Regions from separate parts of the Gasterosteus aculeatus genome. Here region 1 is linked to region 2. A link is a contact called in public Hi-C data. All regions are on one chromosome and are shown on one strand. Each heading gives the region's core, a stretch centred on a gene start, on an enhancer-like site or on the middle of the called end of the contact. The rest is flanking DNA. Distances are from core to core; before and after follow the strand shown.

What was found. A called contact is a pair of places that touch in the nucleus more often than the background predicts.
Region 1: a contact with region 2 is called in a Hi-C map of skeletal muscle, with 2.7 times the contacts expected there. The contact joins the promoter of birc7 here to the enhancer-like site in region 2. A contact is called at or near these places in 2 of 6 Hi-C or Micro-C datasets (both in skeletal muscle).

Annotation. Positions count from the first base shown.
Region 1 is chr2:2,110,073-2,115,101 of fGasAcu3.hap1.1, reverse strand. It overlaps birc7 (baculoviral IAP repeat containing 7), which reads left to right and starts at 1,555. Exons shown (of 7, transcript XM_078082204.1): 1 at 1,555-3,281; 2 at 3,923-4,022; 3 at 4,100-4,181; 4 at 4,256-4,301; 5 at 4,496-4,702. The coding sequence starts at 2,789. It overlaps LOC120829467 (YTH domain-containing family protein 1), which reads right to left and starts at 1,366. Exons shown (of 6, transcript XM_040193583.2): 1 at 608-1,366. The coding sequence starts at 634.
Region 2 is chr2:2,008,510-2,013,414 of fGasAcu3.hap1.1, reverse strand. zbtb46 (zinc finger and BTB domain containing 46) reads right to left here. Exons shown (of 7, transcript XM_078082109.1): 6 at 3,957-4,132; 7 at 1-3,511. The coding sequence ends at 3,089. Among protein-coding and RNA genes, the nearest start is that of LOC144383662, 6.7 kb to the right of the region's middle. Within about 2 kb of position 3,249, at least 1 of the 9 cell types and tissues checked has open chromatin away from gene starts, as enhancers often do.

The sequences.
Region 1 (5,029 bases), core at 306-2,805, 100 kb before region 2:
AAAAGCGCTGTATGAATCCAGCTGGCTGTAATCGTTAAGCGTCATTTATTTGGTGTGTAACTTGAGCTAACGTAACTTAGCATGCTAACGTGACAAGCCCTCATAAACGGGCTGTATGAACGCAAATAGCGTAAAACAGCGGCTTGTAACTTCGTTTGAATGAGTAGCCCTGCTACGTTTAAAGCCCCGCTAGAGACGATGCGGGTGTTTGCAGCACCTTCAACGTAACGTTTAGCCGACACTTGAGATGAGTAAGTTAGCTTGAACCTCAGTGATACTTATTGTATCGTTAGCTTTCACGTACTCCGCCATAGGGTGGCTAGCGGAGGCTAACGTTGCGTAATATCAGTTAAATGATGCTTATACACCGTCAGCATGCTAACGTATAACTGAAGCGTCATTCCCATTAAACGTCCGTTAAAAACATGCAACCGCCGGCCGGAATGTAGCCGTGCTAGCTAGCTACGTGCACCCGGTTAACGTCGGTGGCTAGCTAGCACCTCCGAGAAATAGCCGTAGCCCAATAAGAAGAAAATCGTTAACCGTTAGCGGGCTTGAGCTAACGTTAGCTCGCAAAGCTGTGTTACGGGCGAGGTACAAATCCTACCTGAGGGTCAATGCTTGTGGCAGACATAATTCATTAAGCAGGTCCTTGGATTCTCTCACAAGAGCCTGAGCTTGTGACTGGATTTTTTTCCAAGGCCCCGTGATTTGAGAGAGAGAAAAAAAGAAAAGAAGTGGGGGAAAAAAAAGCCAGTTCACACAGCTCAGTTACTGCTAGCTTATGTCGGCTAGCCGCGCCGCTCAGCGTGTGTTGGGGGGAGGGTGTGCGTGTGTGTGTGTGTGTGTGTGTGTGTGTGTGTGTGTGTGTGAGTGAGTGAGTGAGTGAGTGGTGGGGGGTGCTAGCGGTTGTAAGCGGGCTCAGCTGAGTGTGTTATTTTCCGCCGTGTTGCACCGTAACTTCCACACTTCAGGAGTCTGGAGCTCCGAAAGACGACCGAAGAACAAGAGGAAGAAAATCCTGGTTTTCCACGTCACGTGTCGCCGGTTCAACCCGTTTTTCCTTCCGGAGCTCTGGATGTTTCCGGACCTCGGTTTTTGCCTTGTTACTGTTTCTGTATTATTCCAGCGAGAGGGAGAGAGACGGCCCTGCTCGGTCACGTTGTAGCACCGCACTTCCCCAATGGCCGCCCTCATCCGGGCTCCCAGCCGCCGCCGCAGTGCACGGCGATCCCCGCGGGGGGGCTAAAGTTTGGAGCGCCCTTCTCTTTGGGGTTTAACGCGCTAATAATAGATTCGGGTCCGTTTCATCAATACGGGAGGACATTAATGACCATGTGGAGGAATAAATAAAGGATTGAGAAATTTTCTAATTTTATCGACGATTAAAGAGACATCCTCAGAAATATGACTTACAATCTCATATATGTGATTTATGATTAGATGGTTATCACTTATCAGATACATATGATTATCTGATAAATATAACCGTGTCGTGTCTGCATATTAACTCGATGTGAGCGTCTTCTGGCCTTATAACGTGTGGTAATTGCTGCGTGTCGCCGCCAGGGGGCGACCGCGCTGCACCGAAACCCGACAAAGGTCAAACCACGCTGCTTCTTAGAAAGACCGTGTGATTAATTCACCAACGCTATCCAGACTATAATAATCACTAAACAAACATGTCCTGGTTTTGATGTTTCAAAAGCGTCTGACGCCACGATTAATCGCACATCCAACTTGCAGCCATCGCGTGTGAAACTATAGGACATTTCAGAGAGTTGAATTGACTGTGAGATTCAATTTTAACTCTAAACTGGTGTTTATATTGTCTCAATCTCGTCAGTGTTAACAAGTTAACTCGGAATAAGTGTCAAAAATAAATCTGCCCAGTGTTAAAAACATTACACATAATTTAGCTGACACGTTTATCCAAAGCGACTTACGTTACATTTCAAACCCATGGTTTTTGCATTTTAGCCTGGGGAGCAATTAGGGGTTAGGTGTCTTGCTCAGGGACACTTTGACATCAATGGTTGGACATGGTTCCCATCTCACCCTCTCTAATCCACGCGCCACAGTACCTAGAGTTAAACCCAACACCAAGAAGTGTGACACTGTACAGTTACATTTCAAACCTATCAAAGAGTTCATTTAACTCTACTAAGTGTCACAAATGCATCTGATCTTGACACTGAATAATGACTCCAGCTCTTTTCGTACAACTGACTCTGTAAGAGTTGAATTAACGTTTTGCAGTGTGATTTCAACTCTGCACTTCAACACTTTTGCCGGAAAATGAACTCTAAAGAATTTTGCTGTGTATCTTTATCTTTACTATTCGTCTCACAAATTCAAGAGCAAAGAAGGAGAGGAATCCAGCAGCCGCTTTATGACTTATCGTTATTGTACAGTCAACGCCTTTAGGTCACAGAAGAAAAAAAAAAGGTTTTGAAATGTCAATATCAGGTTTTAGTTGAAGCGTTTCGCCCTCCGTCGCCTTTACTCTGCTAAGGTCAAAGGTTCTACGTGTGTTTGACACCCCGGTTCGCCGTCACGGGGGGGAGGGGGGGGGGGGGGGGCCCGGGGCGTTTCTTTGTTGCGTCCGAAGAGGCGGAGCGACGCTTCGCCTTTTCACCCATTCGAGGATGGACGAGCGGGACACGTTCTGGAAGGCCGTCTCCCCGCGGGCCGCGGCGCGCCGCGCTGCCCCTCGGTGCGCGCCCCACTATGGACCGCGGGGGGGACGAGCGGCACAGGACGAGGAGCTGCAGCTGCGCGCCACACAATGACGGACGACAGGGGAACCGCGCCGCGCGCCCCCGAGGCGCCTCGGATGCGGGGCGAAGGCGAGAGACTTCGAACTTTTGGGCGCTGGCCCGCGGACGCGCCCGTCACCTCCGGGGAGCTGGCCGGCGCGGGCTTCTTCTACCTGGGCCCCGGGGACGAGGTGCAGTGCTTCTGCTGCGGGGGGGTCCTGAAGTGCTGGGCGCGCGGGGACCTCCCCGCCGCGGAGCACCGGCGGCACTTCCCCGACTGCGGGTTCGCGCTGGGTCGGCCCGCGGGCAACGTGCCCCTGCCGGCGGGCTCCTCCGACTCCGTGGACGGCCAGCTGTTGAGCCAGCTGCAGAGGATGACCATGGACGAGCAGGGCACGCCCGGGCAGGCCGTGCACCCGCAGCTGGAGGCCGAGGACACGCGCGTCACCACCTTCCACAACTGGCCCGCAGAGGCCTCGGTCCAGCCAGATGTTCTTGCACGGGCGGGATTCTTCTACACAGGTGCACGTTGTCTCACTTCACATCTCACGCCGTCCTTCTGCTTTCTCTGAAATACCTATAGCGCCTTTTGCAGTGTGAATGCGTGTTTCTGTGGTCGGTCGGTCGGCCCTGACCCCAGCAGTGACCTCTCTTTGTGAGAGAGTCCATGGGACAATTGTCCTGCTGAGTCATGGTGTTGTGGACAGAACCACCTGGACAACACTGGGGCTGCTAGAGAAGTTCGACAGCTTCAGGCGACACAGAATGCAGATAAATAAAGTGCGGCGTTACAGTTCGACCTACGACGGGATTCTTTTATCTTTAGAAGTATGGTTTACAAGAGCAATGAGAACTGTAGAGCGATTCTGTCCAAAGACCCTCATCTCAACTTTAATTTAATCCGTTTGCATGTCTTGATGTTACAAATCACAAAAGTGCGACGGTTGTCTTTTAACAATCCGTATGATTCACCGCATGGCGTCAGAACCGAGGGGGATGGACAGAAGTGCCATCGATGTGCAAATCCAGTCCTTCAGCAGTAGAACCTAGAACGGCACATATATATATATATATATAAATATATATATTATGAGTATTATATAACAGCAACAATAATCAGACAAACATGCGATCATAACGATAGTCCATGTCCACCCTGACAGGCCACGGAGACAACGTCAAATGCTTCCACTGCGACGGGGGGCTGAGGAACTGGGAGCCGGGGGACGACCCCTGGCAGGAGCACGCCAAGTGGTTTCCACGGTAACGCAGTTTTGTGTGTGTGTGTGTGTGTTACAGAATTCTTTCAGGAGATGTCTCAGACTTTGTGTTGTTCTCAGATGTGAGTTTCTGATCCAGGAGAGAGGACAGGATTACATCAGCAACGTGCAGGACTCTCACTTCCACCTGGACGACACCGTGGTGAGGAAGCTCCACCCCGCTCGCACGGCGACGCGCCGGGATTCAGAAATATGACGTTTTCTTCTCTTTCCTAGAGCGGATCGCAGAGCTCCGCAGGCAGAGACGCGGGCTCCAGAAACGGTACGTCACGCAAACACCTTTAATCCTCCTGAAAGCTCACCTGCCGACGCCGGAGGTGCGGAACACGCAGCATCCTCTGCAGCTCGCCCCGTGCCAAAGGGGGCCGGAGGCTCCCTGGGAGGACAGCGCGCACGTTGCCCTTCCTGAAAATGAAGGAACCGAATGTTAAAATTGGCTTTTCAATCGTCTCCCAGATGTGGTGGGCGGTCTGGCGGCCTCCTCGGCCATGCTTTCCCCCGTGGTGCAGACGGTGCTGCAGATGGGCTTCGAGGCGGCCCTGGTGGAGAGCCTGGTCAGGACCAGGTTCCTCCTGACGGGGCAGCACTACACCTCCGTGTCCAACCTGGTGTCCGACGTGCTGCAGGCGGAGCAGGAGGACCAGCGGGGGTCCCGGAGCGCCGGTAACGTACTTCAAACGTTGCAGTTCATACATGTATTTGTATACGATCCAGGAAGTGTGATGACCAGACGTTTGCGGCTCTTTGATTTATTCACTCTACCGCCGTGCTTCAGTTACGACCCTCTGTGGTCATTTATTATTCAGATATATTTCAGCCAAAACCACAATGTCTTCCGTCCTAAACAAGTACTTTAGTTATTTCCTCTTAAGATGAAAGTGTATTTTGAAAAAACAGAAGATATTCACACGTTTTGCTGTACACAAAAATATTTATTTATTTATAACTAAATGTTATATAAGGGTCAAGGGTCAGAAAACTGTTTTTTTT
Region 2 (4,905 bases), core at 2,000-4,499:
AGTTCTACGTTATGCCGTTCTACTGGATGAGGCTCTACGTGATGCTGTTCTACTTGATGAGGTTCTACTGATGCTGTTCTACTTGATGAAGTTCTACGGGATGCTGTTCTACTGGATGAGGCTCTACGTGATGTTGTTCTACTTGATGAGGTTCTACTGATGCTGTTCTACTTGATGAGGTTCAACATGATGCTGTTCTACTTGTTGAGGTTCTACGTGATGCTGTTCTACTTGATGAGGTTCTACTGATGCTGTTCTACTTGATGAAGTTCTACGGGATGCTGTTCTACTGGATGAGGCTCTACGTGATGTTGTTCTACTTGATGAGGTTCTACTGATGCTGTTCTACTTGATGAGGTTCAACATGATGCTGTTCTACTTGTTGAGGTTCTACGTGATGCTGTTCTACTTGATGCAGTTCTACTGACGCTGTTCTACTGGATGAGGTTCTACGTGATGCTGTTCTACTTGATGCAGTTCTACTGATGCTGTTCTACTTAATGAAGTTCTACGTGATGCTGTTCTACTTTATGGGGTTCAACATGATGCTGTTCTACTGACGCTGTTCTACTGGATGAGGCTCTACGTGATGCTGTTCTACTGGATGCAGTTCTACTGATGCTGTTCTACTTAATGAAGTTCTACGTGATGCTGTTCTACTTTATGGGGTTCAACATGATGCTGTTCTACTGACGCTGTTCTACTGGATGAGGCTCTACGTGATGCTGTTCTACTGGATGAGGCTCTACGTGATGCTGTTCTACAGGATGAGGCTCTACGTGATGCTGTTCTACTGGATGAGGTTCTACTGATGCTGTTCTACTGGATTAGGTTCTACTGATGCTGTTCTACTGGATGAGGCTCTACGTGATGTCGTTTTACGCGATGCGGTTGTGCGTGATTGTAAGTCGAGTGTGAGGAAGTAGAAGAACCGTAGAAACCTCCATCTTCCAAAAGGAGCCGGTGCTTTCACACGTCTTCATGGTCACAATAACCCACCAGAACATGTGCACTCTTTTCTTTTTTTTTAGCTGTGACAAATAGTGACATGTCTAAAAGAAATTCAAATAAAACAACAGAACCACGATATTAACCCCCCCCCCTAAAAAATAAGCCCCTGCACACAGACTGTGAAACGAAAGCACTTCATGATTACAAGGTACTAGATTGTTTTTGGTTCGATATTAATCAATTAGTGTACATTAGTGATGCAAAAAAGCGTGTGCGGGATATATGTTTCAATCAATATCGAACAGAGAAGTTGACGGTGAAGTTGTTTTTTTTCCCCCCTTCGGGTAAAAAAAGCAAATACGTAAACTGGCACAATAAAAGGTCGATAAAAGCCTTATGGCTTGCTGTCCACAACAAGGCGAAGTATAAAAGCTTCTTTTTTCTCATACAAGATAAAAAAGAACACACGATAAAGCTTAGCATCCAGCACTTAATGATAATTAATAATAGTAACATCAACAACAGTAATCATTGTTCTCATAATGATAATAATAATAATAATAAGACTCGTCATCTGCCTCTCTTGAATTGTCAATAACATCATCGGCAAAACATGGAAATAACCTCCTGAAATCAATACACTTTTTTTTCGGGACACTCAAACATTCTTCTCACACACACACACACACACACACACACACACACACACACACACACACACACACACACACACACACACACACACAGAATGACTTCAGCACAAAGAGGGTTTTCAATAAATAGCCGTTAAACAAAAAAAGTAATATCACACTCTTTACGAATATCAAACTCTGAAATTTCAAGCACAATTTAGATTCCTTTACTTTTAAAATGTACAAAAGCCGGAGAAAAAACATCACCAAAAAACGCTGAAAAGAAACAAAGAAACAAAGGCAGTTGTTGCTCCTTCGGCGTCTCGTCATCGTCACAACTTCGTGACCTCATCGTGATGACCTCATCGTGATGACCTCATCGTGATGACCTCATCGTCACAAACAGAGATGAACTGAGCCTGAGACAGAAAGAGTTTGGATCCATTCTCCAAACCAGGAAGCAGAAACCGTGGCCTCCGACACGCACTCTCTCTCCGCCTCACACACACAGACACACACACACACACACACACACCCCCACCCTCCCCTCCCTCACCCCACCTCCCCCCTTTTCTAACTCTACAAATGATTTGTACGTCTGTCAAACCCCCGGTTTTTGTTTTGGAATGGATCGATAGAGACCTGCGTGGGGAAACTTGAGTGAAGAAAAGATTGAGGATCCCACTGCCCAAAAAAAAACACGCCGCAGGCTCTAAAAACCTGCAAATCTGCACAAGATTCAGTGATTTTCATAAGGTGGTAACAGTCAAGCGGACATAGAGCATGTCCTTAAAGGTAGGTGCGGTCGCCGAGTTGTCAAGGTACGTTGAGATCGGATCATAACGTGTGAACCACGAGTTCCGGGCTCTTGACAGGAGTCAGTTGTCATTAAAGTGCAAGTCTGTGGCAGTAGGACTCCGCACCAACGAACGTGGGCCGCCGGCTCCTCTGACGCGCTCCGCCGCCGCTTTGCAATAGGTTCACTCCCCCCTCCTCCCCACGACGCTGTCAGTGAGCCTTGGTTTCCATGGTGATTGTGATGGCGAACGCACAAAGCCGAGCGCCGGGCCGCGTCCTTGGCGGCCTCCTTGTTGGTTCGTGTTGTGACAAGAGTAGAAAAACGACAGGACTCGAGGCCTCGAAATAAAAACGCACAAAAAAAAAAAAACACGGCATAAGAAGTAAAAGGAGGTAAGCAGGAAAAAAGCCTCGCGCTCCATTCACCTCTTGACCCCACTTCTCCTGCCGCGGTGGTCGGAGGCTGAGAGTCACCAAAGTGTGCGCGTGTGTGGTTGCGTGTGAGTGTTTGTGTGTGTGTGTGTGTGCGTCTTGAGATCATCGTCGCGCAAATCGCACTTGAGCTTTTCCATCCAAAGGGAAAAGGCCGGCCCCGCCGCGCACGAATGGGTGGAGGAGAGCGGAGGAATCCGCCCCGGCAGGCGGCGGCGGCGGCGGCGGCGGGATGTTGAGAGACGCCCGCGTGGACGAGCCGGCCGAGGCGGCTTCTAGGAGATCCAGGCGAAGTCCCTCTCGCTCCCGTTCTGCTGCTCGCCCTCCGGCGCCGAGGAGTCGCTCTCCTCCTTCTCATTGTCCAGCGCCCCGCGCGCCTCGCCGGCCATCCCCGAGTCTTTCCACTTGCCGCCTCCCTCCTCGCCGTCGCCCATCATCTCGCCGTCCGCCTCGGCCATCATCTCCTCGTCGCACTCTGCCTGGTCGTCGTGGAAGCGGTCGCCGGGGTAGAGCTCCTCCTCCGGGGAGATGTCCCCGCCCACCTCCCCGGTGTGGTCCAGCAGGGCGGCCATGCCCCGCCCGGAGCAGTCGGCGCAGACGCCGTGGCGCCGCGAGCCGTGTTTGATCCCGACGCTGGCGGCCGACATGAAGACCCGGCTGCAGACTTTGCACACGTACTTCTTGTCTTTGCTGTGGACCTGTTGGACGGGGGACGCATCGTTTAAGCGCCGGGGACACACCGACCCTCACCCGCCTAGTTCCTCAAATTGTATTTGTTTGCATTTCAGAAGAATTGAATTGATAAAATGTCGTTTTGCCAGATAAAACCCTTGTGTGCAGTTAAAACACGACCTCTCTTTGTATTCTCACCATTGAAGTGGCTGAAGGCGACTGTGTTTCCCGTCTGATAACTCGATTGATAAATAAAGCAACCGGCACGCCAGTGGTGCCCCACTTTATTTGAGACTGTTCTCAGTCTCTCTTTGCGACATCTGGCAACAAACGTTGAAATCTACATGTAAATATCTAATGTCGGCAAAGAGAGAAATGAAATACGTAAAAAACGACCCCCGTCTGCCACCATAGATATTCCACCTCCGGCCTTTAAAGCAGCGTTAACGGCGCGTCCCTGAGCGGACTCACCAGGGTGTGCCTCTTCATGTGCTCCCTCCTGGTGAACTTCTTGCCACAGATCTCACAGGGGTAAGGCCGCTCGCCCGTGTGGGAGCGCATGTGCCTCTTCAGGATGCACTGGTGCATGGCAGAGAAGCTGCAGTAGGGGCACTTGAACTTCTTGCGGATCACCGTGAAGTCGTTCACTGTGGGGACAGACGGAGTGAGAAGGAGAGAAAGACGACAACGACAACAACAAAAAAAAAAAGATTAGTGTTGAACAAAGCCCTTTTAAATAAACCCAGACGTCACTTTTCAGTTATTGCATTTAATTAGTGCCGTGGTGTAGAAATGCACCATCCATTCCCATGGACACCACCCCAATCCCGGCCAAAGCCACAGTTGCCCTAGCAACGGCTCTTCCTCCACACTGAAGCAATAAAGGCAAAGAGATACTATAATCACAACACACACAGACACACACACACACACACACAGACACGTCACACAACCGTCAGTCGGCCTTAGTCGATCTACAGGGTCTCTGGTACGGGAAGCAAAACACAGACCGAAAGGACAAACACAGACGATGACGAGAGACGGCTGAGGGAAATAAAACCGCACACAAACACGAAGGGAGGCTTCGGCGAAGACGTCTCAATCTAAAACCCGCGATGTTGTCGCGTCGGAGGTCTTGCACGCCAATTATCTGCAGGCGTGGAAGTGCATTGAACGGCACGGTGTTTTTTCTTTGTGAGGACACCCGTTGTTACCCCCACCTCCGCCTTAAAACTACAGAGAGCCAAAATGTCCCTGCTTGTGAATAGAATCTTCACTGCGTTGGACGTAAAATTGATTTGCATTCATTGAACGGGCCTTTGAAGAAGTGAAGAGCCGCCAAAACATCCTCACCTCCCCAAAACGTCCCTCTTGTTAGTTAAAAACCTGATTTTGACCGAGTACCAGATCCTACAAACGC